2 separate regions of the Mus musculus genome follow, and region 1 is linked to region 2. A link is a contact called in public promoter capture Hi-C data. All regions are on one chromosome and are shown on one strand. The core of a region is the stretch at or near the end of the contact, and the rest is flanking DNA. Distances in the headings are between cores, read along the strand shown.

Region 1 (5,800 bases), core at 176-2,675, 7.3 Mb before region 2:
CATATGTTGCTCTATCAACTCCATCACTGAGGTCAGTAAGTAAGCAGCAATACAAGAATACAAAACTTCCAGGAGAGACATGAAGACACTACAGTCACACAAAGTATCACATAACAAAGTTGCTACATTTTGTCAGAAGGCCACAGGAACAGAAAGTTAGTTTATAGCACTCAATGGGAACTGTTTCTAAGGAAAGAACAATTTCTTCTAGGCACGTGTGGGTTGAGCCGCAACTCCACCCCCTCTCCTCCCCAGTTCTCCCAGGGGATGTCCAGTGCTATTCTCTTGAAAACTTCCTTTCAAGCTCCCATTAAAGGGGGAAAAAACTGCCAGATGGAGATCTTTTTTCTTTTGACACGAGGTCTTACTTATTTTGTAGCCTCGACTCTGACTCCGGAGTGCTGGGATTAAAGGTGTGTACCACCTCCCTCACCTGGTTTAAGATCACTCTTAGGAGCCACCGCACACAAAACCTACCTAGTGCCTCATATTTTCTGATCTTAATTTGGACAATTTTTTTTTTTACAGTTTCTTTCCCATATTTTCTAATTGGGTCTGATAATTTATTTTCAACACCAACTAATTCGATGTGCTAGACATGCAAATCACGAGTTTCCCGAGACTCAATCCTTCCTAAAATGGGGTTAAAATAGTCACCTCTTTGCGGACCCCTATAGAACAATAGGTTTCAATAGACGGAATTACCAGTCTTTGACCAGAGAACAGGAAAGGAAAAGGGAACGGTTATCTAGACTGGATTACAGAGATAAGCAAAGACTGTTGATTCGCCAAGACTTGAAGCACAAGGGAGGGAAAAAACGAAATGACAGAGATGGTGAGAAAGAGTTAAGAAAGAAAGGGTGGGTAGGCTCGCCAGCCAGACGCCTGGGAAGGGAGAGTATAATGCAAGCAGGGGGCACAGTCCCCAATGGAAGCTAATCACAGAGGCTTCGGGTTCTTCCTAATTCTTGAAATTGTCCTACAGTGGGGGCAAAGGTGCTATAAAAAACGAAAGGCGTCTCACGGGCGACAGGTGTCCGGGCGGGCGTTCCCGCTCTACGGCCGCGGGGTGACACCCGCTCCCGCTCCGACGCGGCGAGCGGATCCGGGGACAGGGGCCGGTCAGGCGGGTGGTACACGCGCCCTGAGCTCAGCGGGAGAGCGGCTCTGGCCTGGCCTAGCCAGATCGGTCCCGAGCCCCGGGCCTGCTTCGGGCCCAGACGTCACTTCCTATCTTTTATCTCCTCTGGAAAAAGCCCAGAGCGTTCGGTGAAGGCGAGACGACTCCCAGGGATCGCTTCTTGTTTCCCTAGCGCCCCGTAGCCCATCCTCTCGGAGAACCATGGATCGCCTCAGTTCCGGGTCATTGGAGAGCGGCCCGGGGCCCCGCCCAGGGCCCCGCCCACCAGGGCGCTTTCTTGTAGTTCTTTGGGTCGTAAACCTTCTGCGCCTGCGCTGCACGTCATCTTCCCGCGACGCGCCTCTGCGCCTCCGCGTTTCCGGCTCCTGGACTGTCCGCGTGATTTTGAGCGAGTGCTGCAGAGCGGTATGCTGTAGGGAGCTGGCGAAGTCTGGGGAGTCGTCCTGGGGATCGGTGCCTCGGTGGACCCTCGGGGCCCCGCGGAGGTAGGCGATGGCGGCTCCCGGTGGCGGCCCAGGCTCTGCTCAGTCCTCACTGTGATCTCTGACATCCTGGACGTCTGTTCTGGGGCTTCCCCCGGAGATCACTGAACTTATCTGCCTCCGCGATTTAATTTTGACCCAGGCTTTGCTCCTCTGTAGTCGCTCTCCTAGCCACCTCTGTCAGTCCCTGGAGCAATCTCTTCTCCAAGGCCAAGGACAGAATTCTGTTTTAGTGATTTGAGGATGGCTGGGTATTCGTCCCTCTCTGCACCTCCGCTCTGCTTCTTTTGTGCCCATCGTGCCACATTATGCTTAGAGACCCCGCTGAAATGACATTATGTCCAGGTAGAATTAAACATCTCCCTCTTACATGTTCTCAGTACCCTTCAGGGTTTATTTGATCACACCTTGTGTCGTAATGCCTGTTATTCCGTGAATCCCAGTTTCTTAGGTCCTGACTTGGTCCAGTGATTTTCCTAACATTCGTTTTCATAGCATCTCATTGCTTGTTCTGTCTTCCCTTGCACGTCCCCGCCAATGCTGTTCTTCATTTGTGTAACTTAGCAAGCCAGCGCTACTTCTCACTTCTTTCCTCGAAAACCTTTCATTTCTTGAAAAATAGACTTAGGAGGTACTATTCCTGGGACAGATCTATTCCGGTGCCTGTTTTTATCTAGTGAGCCAATAATGGTTTTTGCAGATAAACATACTGTCTTATGTACAGTGATTTGGCTTGAAACTAAATGAAATAGGCCTTGACCTCAAAGAATTGTATTTCCTTTCAACAACAACAAATGCGTTTGTGAGTACTAGTGAAAAAATTTCTTGCCATGTCATTAACTATAGAATATCTTCTGCTTTGTCGGTTGGTTGGCCAGACCTAAAATATTTACCATCTGGCCCTTGATAGTGTTTGAGAACACCTGTTGGAAGGCAGAGAGGGATTTCTGAGGGACAGAATGACTTCCTGTGCTGACCTTAAATAGGAAGTACGTAGTGAAAGGGCATTCCTGGTATGTTAAAGCAAAAGTGAGTGTGAAGTGAATGAACCTTGGTTTGCTCTGCTTCATCAAAATAGCAATTAGAATAAGTTAAACTGATTGCTTTGGTGCTGCTGATGTCGGCTGTGCAGGCTTTTCAGAGTGGACAGAGAGTATCGTCGATATAATCGTCCATCTGATACTCCCGACTGTCTTCAGTTGAATGCTTCTCGTGTTAAGAACTTAGATTCTTCTTCTCCTTCTTTTTTTCTTCTTCTGTCACTTTTAAGTTTCCTCTGTTTAGGTTTTCTTTCCTACAGTTTGAACCTTTCACGTTTAATTTTATGTCTGATGCCAGCACATTATCTCTAATTTCATCTTAAGCCTCTACACTTAAAGATTAACTTTGTTTTCCTTGCTTCTTTTGTCTTTTAGGAAGTCAGGTCAGTCTGTTGTGTTTCTAGTTCTGTATTCTTTCCTTTGACAAGAAAGTGAATGTTCCAGCCCTGCATGCTTTTCTGGTTTCAACTACTGGAAGGCTAAGTCTTATTTACTCTCAAGCATTGCCGCCTGCTCTGGGAGGTTTAAGGACATACATATGCAGCATATATGTGTGTGTGTGTGTGTGTGTGTGTGTGTGTGTGTGTATGTATGTATTATATATATATGTGTGTGTATGTATATATTATATATGTGTGTGTGTGTGTGTGTGTGTGTATGTAAATGTATATATGTATATAGATGGGCCAGTATGGTACCCCAGATCTCTATGCTTCAAGTGTCTCTTCCATGATTTCAATGAGATGGTTTATTGGTCATTAGTCTATAAAGTTCCACACAGCCTTTTGAAAGAAAGTAGAATGAAAATCATCCTTGCATAGGAAAGCTTATAAACAATCTGTGCTTTAAAATTTGTTCTTTTTCCAGGCCTGAGGCAGAGTCACTGAAGTTATTGTGAAATTAGTTCCAGACTCCTGACCCTAGGATAACAGCGCACTTATATGAAACCATGGCCGGCTATAAACCTGTAGCGATTCAAACATATCCTGTACTTGGTGAGAAGATCACCCAAGACACTCTGTACTGGAACAACTATAAGGTAAAGTATGAGAGGAAATGAGGGACGAGGGCATTTGAACAATTCTTACCCATTTATGTCAGTGTCTCCAGCTGTCAAAGTCCATACCACTTAATTATTTTGACCATGCAGCTGCTTAACACAGAACATGTATATAATGGCAAATGAAACTATAAAACTTAAATCTTATATGCAAGAGGATTTTCTTGTCTTTTCTACTCTGAAATTAGCTTCTCTGTACCTCCTAATGATGCTTGCAGTGACTCTTTTAAATATATATTGAAAACCTAGAAGGTAGAAAAAATTTGGGATTAGGAAGTTTGTGGAAAATGATACTTAATCAGACAATAAAAACCTAAGAAGAGACTGAGCGTCAGTCACCAGTTCAAACGGATGTAGCTCAGTTGGTGAGTGCTTGTCTGGTTGCATGAGGCGCTGAGTTCAGTCTCCAGCCTTGCACAAACCTGTCTAGTGGTGTATGCCTGTGATCCCCCCCACCCCCGCACACACACACACTTGGGAGGGAGGCAGAATGATAAGTGCAGGGTCATCCTTGGTTACTTTAACTCCAGTTCCGGAGGATCCAGTACCTTTTTTGGCCTCAGCAGGCATTTCACACCAGTGCACGTTTAGACAAGCAGATACACACATGAAATTTTAACAAAGAGCATAACATAAAACCAAATAAGATAACAGTTTAGATGACAGTTTGTTCTGGTATGGTGGCATAAATGAAAAAAGTTGAGAGAGGGAAATGACAGTAATTGACAACGTTTTTTTAAAAAACATATTGCTTTTGGCTTTGTACTCATAGCTTGAAACAAAACATACTTTCTCAAGTATTTGCTAAGACATATAGGAGTGTTTGTTGAATTATTAGATGTAATATTGAAATTCTTGAAAAATAAGCCCATTAGATGTGAATTGGCTCAGTTAAATTATAATATATCTTTATAAAAATGGATGGTAAATGTATTGCTTGTATGTAGCAATAAAGTGGGTTAGTAGCTGTAAAAATGGTGTAGACCTGTTTACATGGTCTGATCATCTTTTATTAACTTAGTCATAGGTAAATGATGCTGGTGTAGGCTTAGCTCTTTTTCTTGTTGGGATTCAGAGTACAGTCAGCAGCTTTGGCTTTCCAATTGCGCATTTTCTGTATTGTCAGCAGGGATCGTCTAGGGGAGGGTCATCAGGCTGAGTTTTGCTTCTCTCTTTCTCTTTCCCTCATATTTCTATGTAGTTACAGTGTACTAACTATTACTAAGAACTAAAGGAACTGCTCTGTAGGAAATGGCGTATGGTTTGCCTTTTTAACTCGGCCAATACTCTCTCTCTCTTTTTTTTATTAAGACCCCTGTTCAGATTAAGGAATTTGGTGCAGTGTCCAAAGTAGACTTTTCTCCTCAGCTTCCATATAACTATGCAGTCACAGCTTCTTCGAGAGTAAGTACAAAGGTTTATATCTTTGGTCTCATTACAGGATTTTCTGTTGAGCCATCTAGTGAAATCCTGGATTTTATCTTACAGATCCACATTTATGGCCGGTACTCTCAAGAGCCTGTAAAAACCTTTTCCCGTTTTAAGGACACAGCATATTGTGCGACTTTTCGACAGGATGGTCAGTTGCTCGTTGCTGGCAGTGAAGATGGTGTAGTTCAACTTTTTGATATAAATGGGAGGGCTCCCCTCAGGCAGTTTGAAGGCCACACAAAGTAAGTGTTTTTGTTTGGTTTTGTGATGTGTGTTGTTTTTCTGTTGAGAGTTCTGTCTGAATCCTTTTTATAAACACATATTAGTTGTGTGAAGATTCTATCTATGTGTACTTTTTATTTCTTGTTGTTCACAAAGAACTTAACCCTAGTTCTACCATCCAGTTCATAGAGCTTGTGACTTCGCTAAAATTGTGTGTTTTGATTTGTGATATCTCCCCCTAGATGAATTCAGTGTTCTAACTTTAGTTTCAGGGTTACTAAAGTCATTGCTGAAACTGCTACTGGTGTAAAATATCAAAGTGGTTTTCTGTTTGTTTGTTTTTGTTTTTTATTTTTATTGCAAACTGTCAGGATGTTTGTACCCATCATTGAAACTCTCAAAACAGAAACTTTTTAAATGATAG
Region 2 (6,326 bases), core at 1,512-4,011:
CCATACATTTTACAATGTTTTCCTCCATTCTCAAAGAGTGGCAGAAACTGTCATTTCTTTCTCAGACTATTTTTTAGGATGGCTTCACTGTGATCCTCGATGGCCTTGAAGTCAAACCGGACTACCTGATGGGATTAAAGGTGTGAGCCTGTGTCACAGCTTCCTTGAGAAAAGGCTTGGAAACAAGCTTCATGTTGGGTGAAATTAAGGCTGAAAACCTGTGGATACCTCAGCTGACCTGCTAGGAAGCATTGTATGAAATCTGTAGCCAGACTTGGGTCTACTCTAGTGCTGATACAATCTGTGATTTTTTTTTTTTTGAGACAGGGTTTCTTTGTGTAGCCCTGGCTGTCCTGGAACTCACTCTGCCAATCAGGCTGGCCTCGAACTCAAGAAATTCACCTGCCTCTGCCTCCCAAGTGCTGGAATAAATTAAAGGTGTACGCCACCACGCCCAGCTGTGATTTGTGATCTTCCCTTGAAAATATAACCCCTGTGAGGGCAAGGTTTGCAGAGATTAAAGAATGCTTTGAACCAATTAGGTGCAAGACAATAGACTCAAGTAGCAAGAGCAAAGCGGGATACAGGGTGTCTCCTTCATTTACTGAGGAAGGTCATCTGAGCTCGGGTCCTGCAGCTTGCAAGTGCTTTACTCTTGAGCTCTCAGCAGCCCCTTTCACTGTATACCTTTGAGGTAAAAATTACCAATTTTAAGGTATGCATTCTTCCTTGCTCAAACCTTTCCCTGTGCCCCCCAGTTTACTTTAGCCCAAGCTCTCCACAACTAAGCACACAAATTACACCCCTCCCACACACCCAAAGCATTCTTCCTGCCCCTTGCTCCCAAATACTGGGATTACTATAGCCTTACCCTCTAGAATTCTGCATACTAAGTTCTCCACAATCACCGAAAATTATCCTATAGACCAGGTCAATTAAAGACCTCTATGACACTTTATTAAACTTGACAATTGCCAAGGAACAATAGAAATTCAAGGCACATTTAGAATACTGCACATGTTGACAGTGTCCACTTATTGCAGTGTTATTTCTATACTGTAGCTGTAACAGTTACAAAGTATTTTAGTAGCTGTCTCCTAAAACTGGTAAAATATTTTTGGAGTTTCAGGGCAGGAAGTAAGACACAAAATATTTTTTCAGAATATGAAAATTTATTACTGTGTTTCCATTGTCAAATTTTATGATCTTGGCCTTTCTTTCTTGCCTTTGTATAGAGCCAACAGAGAAACATTGGCTACTTTAACCACCTTAAAGCGGACTCCAGGAATATCACCTACAGCATGACCTTTTCGACCAAATCCAGCAACCAGAACTTCATCATTTTCCTGAAATAAAATAAAGGCCATTTTAGGTATCAGTGGCAATTAAAATACCCACCTGGCAAATTAAATATTAAAAGAAATAAAATAAGTCACCTCAATGAAGTTCAGGCAGCCATCATTGGGCACGAACGCTGTGATCTTCTTCCCGTTCTTAATGAGCTGCACCCTGACGCACTTCCTGATGGCAGAATTTGGCTGTTTGGCCTCAACCCCTCTGCAATATCAATGGCACATGTGAAGTCAGTAAGGTTTTTAAAATTCGATTAAGAATAAAAGTAGAAGCAGCTCCTAGTCAATCCAGTCTCAAATCCTGCAGATGCCACTATTTTAATGAAGTTTTTACAGGCAAAATCGAACTTTAGCGCCACTGGAGTGGTAAAAATGAGGATTCAAACTCTTGTTGCGAAATTTGTGAACGCCACACACAAAAAAAAAAAATCATCACTCTAAAAAGCCAATGCACCAGAAACATGCCAGAAAAGGAATTTTCTCAACTCCAAAAAGATACTAAGAATGTACCAGCTGCTTAAGGTATAGCCCCCCCCCCAACTGTTCAATGTATGCTTTAGTATGTACTATATTACTTTTACTTCTTCCATTCCTTCCAGACTACAGCCGAAATTAAAAACTTTAGTAATCTCATCCCTGGCCGAACATAAACAAGCACATTTCCCATTTTTTCCTTATAAAAACCCCAACCAACGCAGGCTCAGGATCTTTTGCGACTTTTGAAGAACTACTTCGTTCTCAACTACGGTAAACCATCGCTTCTAGCGCGCAGCTTTTGACTTACACTTTTTCCAGCACAATTCCCTTTGCATGAGAGGCACCCCCAAACGGATTGGCCTTCAGGGCTGTGCCCAAGTGGGCTTTCTTGTACTGTTTGTCATGCCACTTCTGGTCCCGTCGGTGACTGCGGAGCTTCCGGGCAGTTCGGAGACCACGACACTTGCCTAAAAAACACACATCACTGAATGCTCCGCAAACCGAGCCCGCGCTTCCGCACACGAGCTTCAGCAGAAGGGACGTTTGCGCCAGAGACCTGTGGCTCCTCTTAGCACGTGGGCCAATTACCCTCGAAATCCCCTAACTCGGAGCTGCACACAAACCCAGGCTGGGGCCTTTACGCTTACTTAAATTTCCAGGGTAATGGGTCCCGGCAAGGCCGCCCGAAGGCCGCAGGAACTCTTCCGTATGGCCACGTGCCCGCGGGACGGCGCCCCTTCTCCCGACCTCCGCCCGGTTACAGCCCTACTCTCCGCTCTATCTCCCCACGATAGGCCGTATCCCGAGCTCTAGAGCCCTGCGGCGGCCCCTCAGCCCAGCCCCGCACAGCTCACCCATCTTGCCGGCGCCACGGGCCCAAGAGAAAGAGAGAGGAGGTGCAGGAAGGACCCACAAGGCATTGCGGGAAGCCCCGCCCAGCCGAAGGCCCCGTGCGGCTGTCCAAGCGGCGCCTGTACCGGGGAGTGTGTGGGTGGAGGAAACGATTCAGTGCCTCCACTTTTGTGAGACACAGAGTTTTGTTTAATATGTATCAAATCCAAAGCAATTTCATTTACGCTGTTATTTCCTTTTCAGGCAAATGACAAGGCTAGAGGAATACGGACTACCAATCCCAGAAATCTTTGCGCTAACTGCTCACTGCGCAGGCGTCCTCTGCAACTCCCTCAACCCACCCCCCCACCCCCCCACACCTCAGGCCCAGGGCTGGGCGGTGCTAATTCGGAAAGGGCGGAGCGGGGTGGGGCTGGACGGAGTAGGAGGTTCCCAGCGTCAGTAAATTGTAAATTTTAGTGAGGCAATGATTCAGTGATGAAAAATCGATTATTTTTGTTGTTGTTGTTTCTAGCCAGACTTGAGCTTTAAACAGTGAGCTGACATTTGTTGGTTGTGCGTCCTTGCTTAATTCTAGTACCTTTACAACCCGAATCTTTCCTGTAGTTTTTCTGGGATGTTGAGTCACATAAAAATGAAAATTTTAATGTCTTTGCACTGGATATTTGGCAGTTAAGAGAACGAAGATTTTTCTCGTTAAGTTTATATTCTAGGTAAAGGGACAGAGCCTATAAATATAAAAAAATATCTTTACACACTGACAAATGTTATAGAAAAATGAAGCTTTTTAGTGAAGGGGTGGACTTTAAGAAGGTATCCCTGTAGGTTACATTTGAGCTGGGAGCCTATATTTAGCATAGGATACAGCCTTCCAGAAGTGAAAGGTGGTTCTCTTGTCAATTGAACTGAGAGATTAAAAAAAAAAAGCAACAGTGGTTCTGAAAGCCTGGGCATTACAGAACTTTACAGCTGGGCATGGTGGTGCATGCCTTTAATCCCAGCACTTGAGAGGCAGAGGCAGGTGAATTCCTGAGTTTGAAGCCAGCCTGGTCTACAGAGTGAGTTCCAGGACAGCCAGGGCTACACAGAGAAACCCTGTCTCAAAAACAACCAAACAACCAAACAAACCAAACAAACAGAACTTTACCGCAGTAAAGCCTTCTGAAACTCTCCTCTGATATTAAATCTTTAGATTTAAGCTGGGGATTCTTTTTTTTTTTTTTTTTTTTTTTTTAGATCTGTTTATTTTATGTATGTAAGTACACTGTAGCTCTACAGATGGATGTGAGCCTTCATGTGGTTGTTGGGAATTGAATTTTAGGACCTCTGCTCCCCGGTCGGCCCTGCTTGCTTGGGTCAACTCCATTTGCTCAGTCCCTGCTCTCTCAGGCCCAAAGATTTATTTATTATTATACATAAGTACACTGTAGCTGTCTTCTAACACTCCAGAAGAGGGCATCAGATCTCATTACGGGTGGTTGTGAGCCACCATGTGGTTGCTGGGATTTGAACTCGGGACCTTCAGAAGAGCAGTCAGTGCTCTCACTAAGCTGGGGGATTCTTTAAGAATACTTTGCATTTATCTGAGATTAGTTGTAAAGAGACAAAAACAGATGAGTCTGGGAAGCATTTAGGAAGGTGTGATTGTAAAAGCAGGAGGTGAGTGTGGCTTGGACGCTCAGGGGAGGTGCTGACCTTCCTGGATTGGTTTTACAGTTTTGCAGTAGAATCAACAGGATTTTTGAGGCCTGGATCTTGAGTAGGAAGGAAAACTCCTGAAAAGAATGTGTCTGTAGAGGCTGGAGAGATTGGAATGTTGTAGCTCCAAAGGCTAGTTAGTACCTTATCTTGCGCTCAGTTTAGCCCTCTGAACAGCCTTTCCTTGCCTACTCTGTCCTAGAACTCACATTGTGATGTAAAACCTATTGGAGTCTATTAACTTAGCAGGCTACTAGCTTCCACTGATCCAAAAACAAAGAATATCGCCATACAGGGGCTTGGGCCTCTAAAAATCTTCCTCATCTTGATGGATCTACCTCTCAGGTGTACCCACCAATCTCTTTTAAACCTGCCTTGATATATGAGTCTTTTGTTAAAACAATAACAACTTCATGGAATCGCTTCATCCGTGGAACATAGAATTTCCTAAATCTGTGTTCCCAGGCCATGGCCATTTAAAATGGCTCCAGAATAAATAGTCTCGTATTCCTTTAAAAATGAGGAAAAATGGCTTTTGTGTGATCATGAATTAACTGCTTCCCCCTTGATTTTTGACTTGAGCAATTGTGTTATTAAGTGTAAAGTGCTGCAAAGGTTTTTTTTTGTTGTTGCTTCTATCTATCTATCTATCTATCTATCTATCTATCTATCTATCTATCTATTTTCAAGGCCTGGCTTTCTGCAGTACAGGCTGGCCGTGAACTGATTGTCCTGCCTCAGTTTCCTGAGTGCTGTAATTACAGGTAGGAACCACCACAGCCACACCCAGTTTGGAAGAGCATATTTTTTAAGGGAAAAGTACATACTCTGTTCTGCATGCGTTCAGTTTTGCACCCAGGGATGTGAAGTAGATAAGAAGACCTAAGTTCCAGCTGGGCAGTGGTGGTGCACACCTTTAATACCAGCACTTGGGAGGCAGAGGCAGGCAGTCTACAAAGTGAGTTCCAGGACAGCCAGGGCTACACCGAGAAACCCTGTCTTGAACCCCGCCCCCCCCCCCCCAAGGTCCTAAGTTCCACAACGATATTGAACAGATATTGAAAACTGTGGCTCTGTGTGAAACCTTAGAAAGAGACCAGCACGTGGCTTTAAGGAGTGCTTGACATCAGGGGAAGAAACTGAAAAGAACCACTTGGCCAGCCTCTTCCTCAGCATCACTGAGGACATGTGCTTACCTACTTCAGCTTCCTCTGGACAAATGGCATGATGATGTAGACAACAGGTGTCTTTTATTTTGGAGATCTCTCAGAGACATATGAAGACCACTCTGCTGATATTCTCTCAGACAGTAACCCCCTTTGCAATTTGCCTAGTCAGTGGTTGTTTGATAAGATCTTTTTACTTGAAAAGCAAGCACTTGTGCCTAGACAAGACCAGGAGCCTCCTGTAAAGAAGCCAGCCCTGGCGATACACAAGAAAACAACTATCTCTTTAAATAGAGGTGTTCTGAAATAAACCGAGTCCCTTATTCCACACAGCTGATCACAGTCTCTCAACTAAGCCTGTTCACTTTCTGAATTCTAACTCAACAACATAATTTCTTTTCTTTCCTTTTCTTCGTCTCTCTTTTTTAGACCCAAGCCAAATCCTAACTAATCTTGACCGCCATGACAGTCTAATCATCTGCCTCCATTCATCGGCTCATAGATTTCCACTACTCAACTTTCCCTCCCCCACCTCTGGATAACTGCCAAGATCCGGAGTCCACCTGACCGGCTATTATTTTTCTCTCTCTCTCCCAAAGACCAATGAATCTGCAATAGGAGATTCTATATGTCCCAATGGCAACTTTATTATTGTCTGAAACAGTTAAGACAGGCTGAGAACAGAAGGGTAATTTCCAGGTGCTAGGTACCAAGAGATGTCTGTCAAAGGATTAAAAAAAACCACAATGGTATTCAAGAAATCAAAAAAGAAAGTCAAGGA

Evidence for each region. Promoter capture Hi-C pulls out the DNA fragments that hold promoters and counts their contacts.
Region 1: a promoter capture Hi-C map of pre-B cells shows a contact between it and region 2. The contact joins the promoter of Ankra2 here to the promoter of Rps23 in region 2. A contact is called at or near these places in 1 of 39 promoter capture datasets (pre-B cells) and 1 of 484 Hi-C or Micro-C datasets (CD4 T cells).

What each region holds. Positions count from the first base shown.
Region 1 is chr13:98,258,701-98,264,500 of GRCm38.p6, reverse strand. It overlaps Ankra2 (ankyrin repeat, family A (RFXANK-like), 2), which reads right to left and starts at 1,425. Exons shown (of 8, transcript NM_001271388.1): 1 at 1,025-1,425. It overlaps Utp15 (UTP15 small subunit processome component), which reads left to right and starts at 1,509. Exons shown (of 13, transcript NM_178918.3): 1 at 1,509-1,626; 2 at 3,531-3,702; 3 at 5,035-5,127; 4 at 5,212-5,396. The coding sequence starts at 3,613.
Region 2 is chr13:90,919,557-90,925,882 of GRCm38.p6, reverse strand. Rps23 (ribosomal protein S23) reads right to left here and starts at 2,761. Exons shown (of 4, transcript NM_024175.3): 1 at 2,684-2,761; 2 at 2,137-2,296; 3 at 1,437-1,557; 4 at 1,151-1,346. The coding sequence starts at 2,687. The coding sequence ends at 1,200.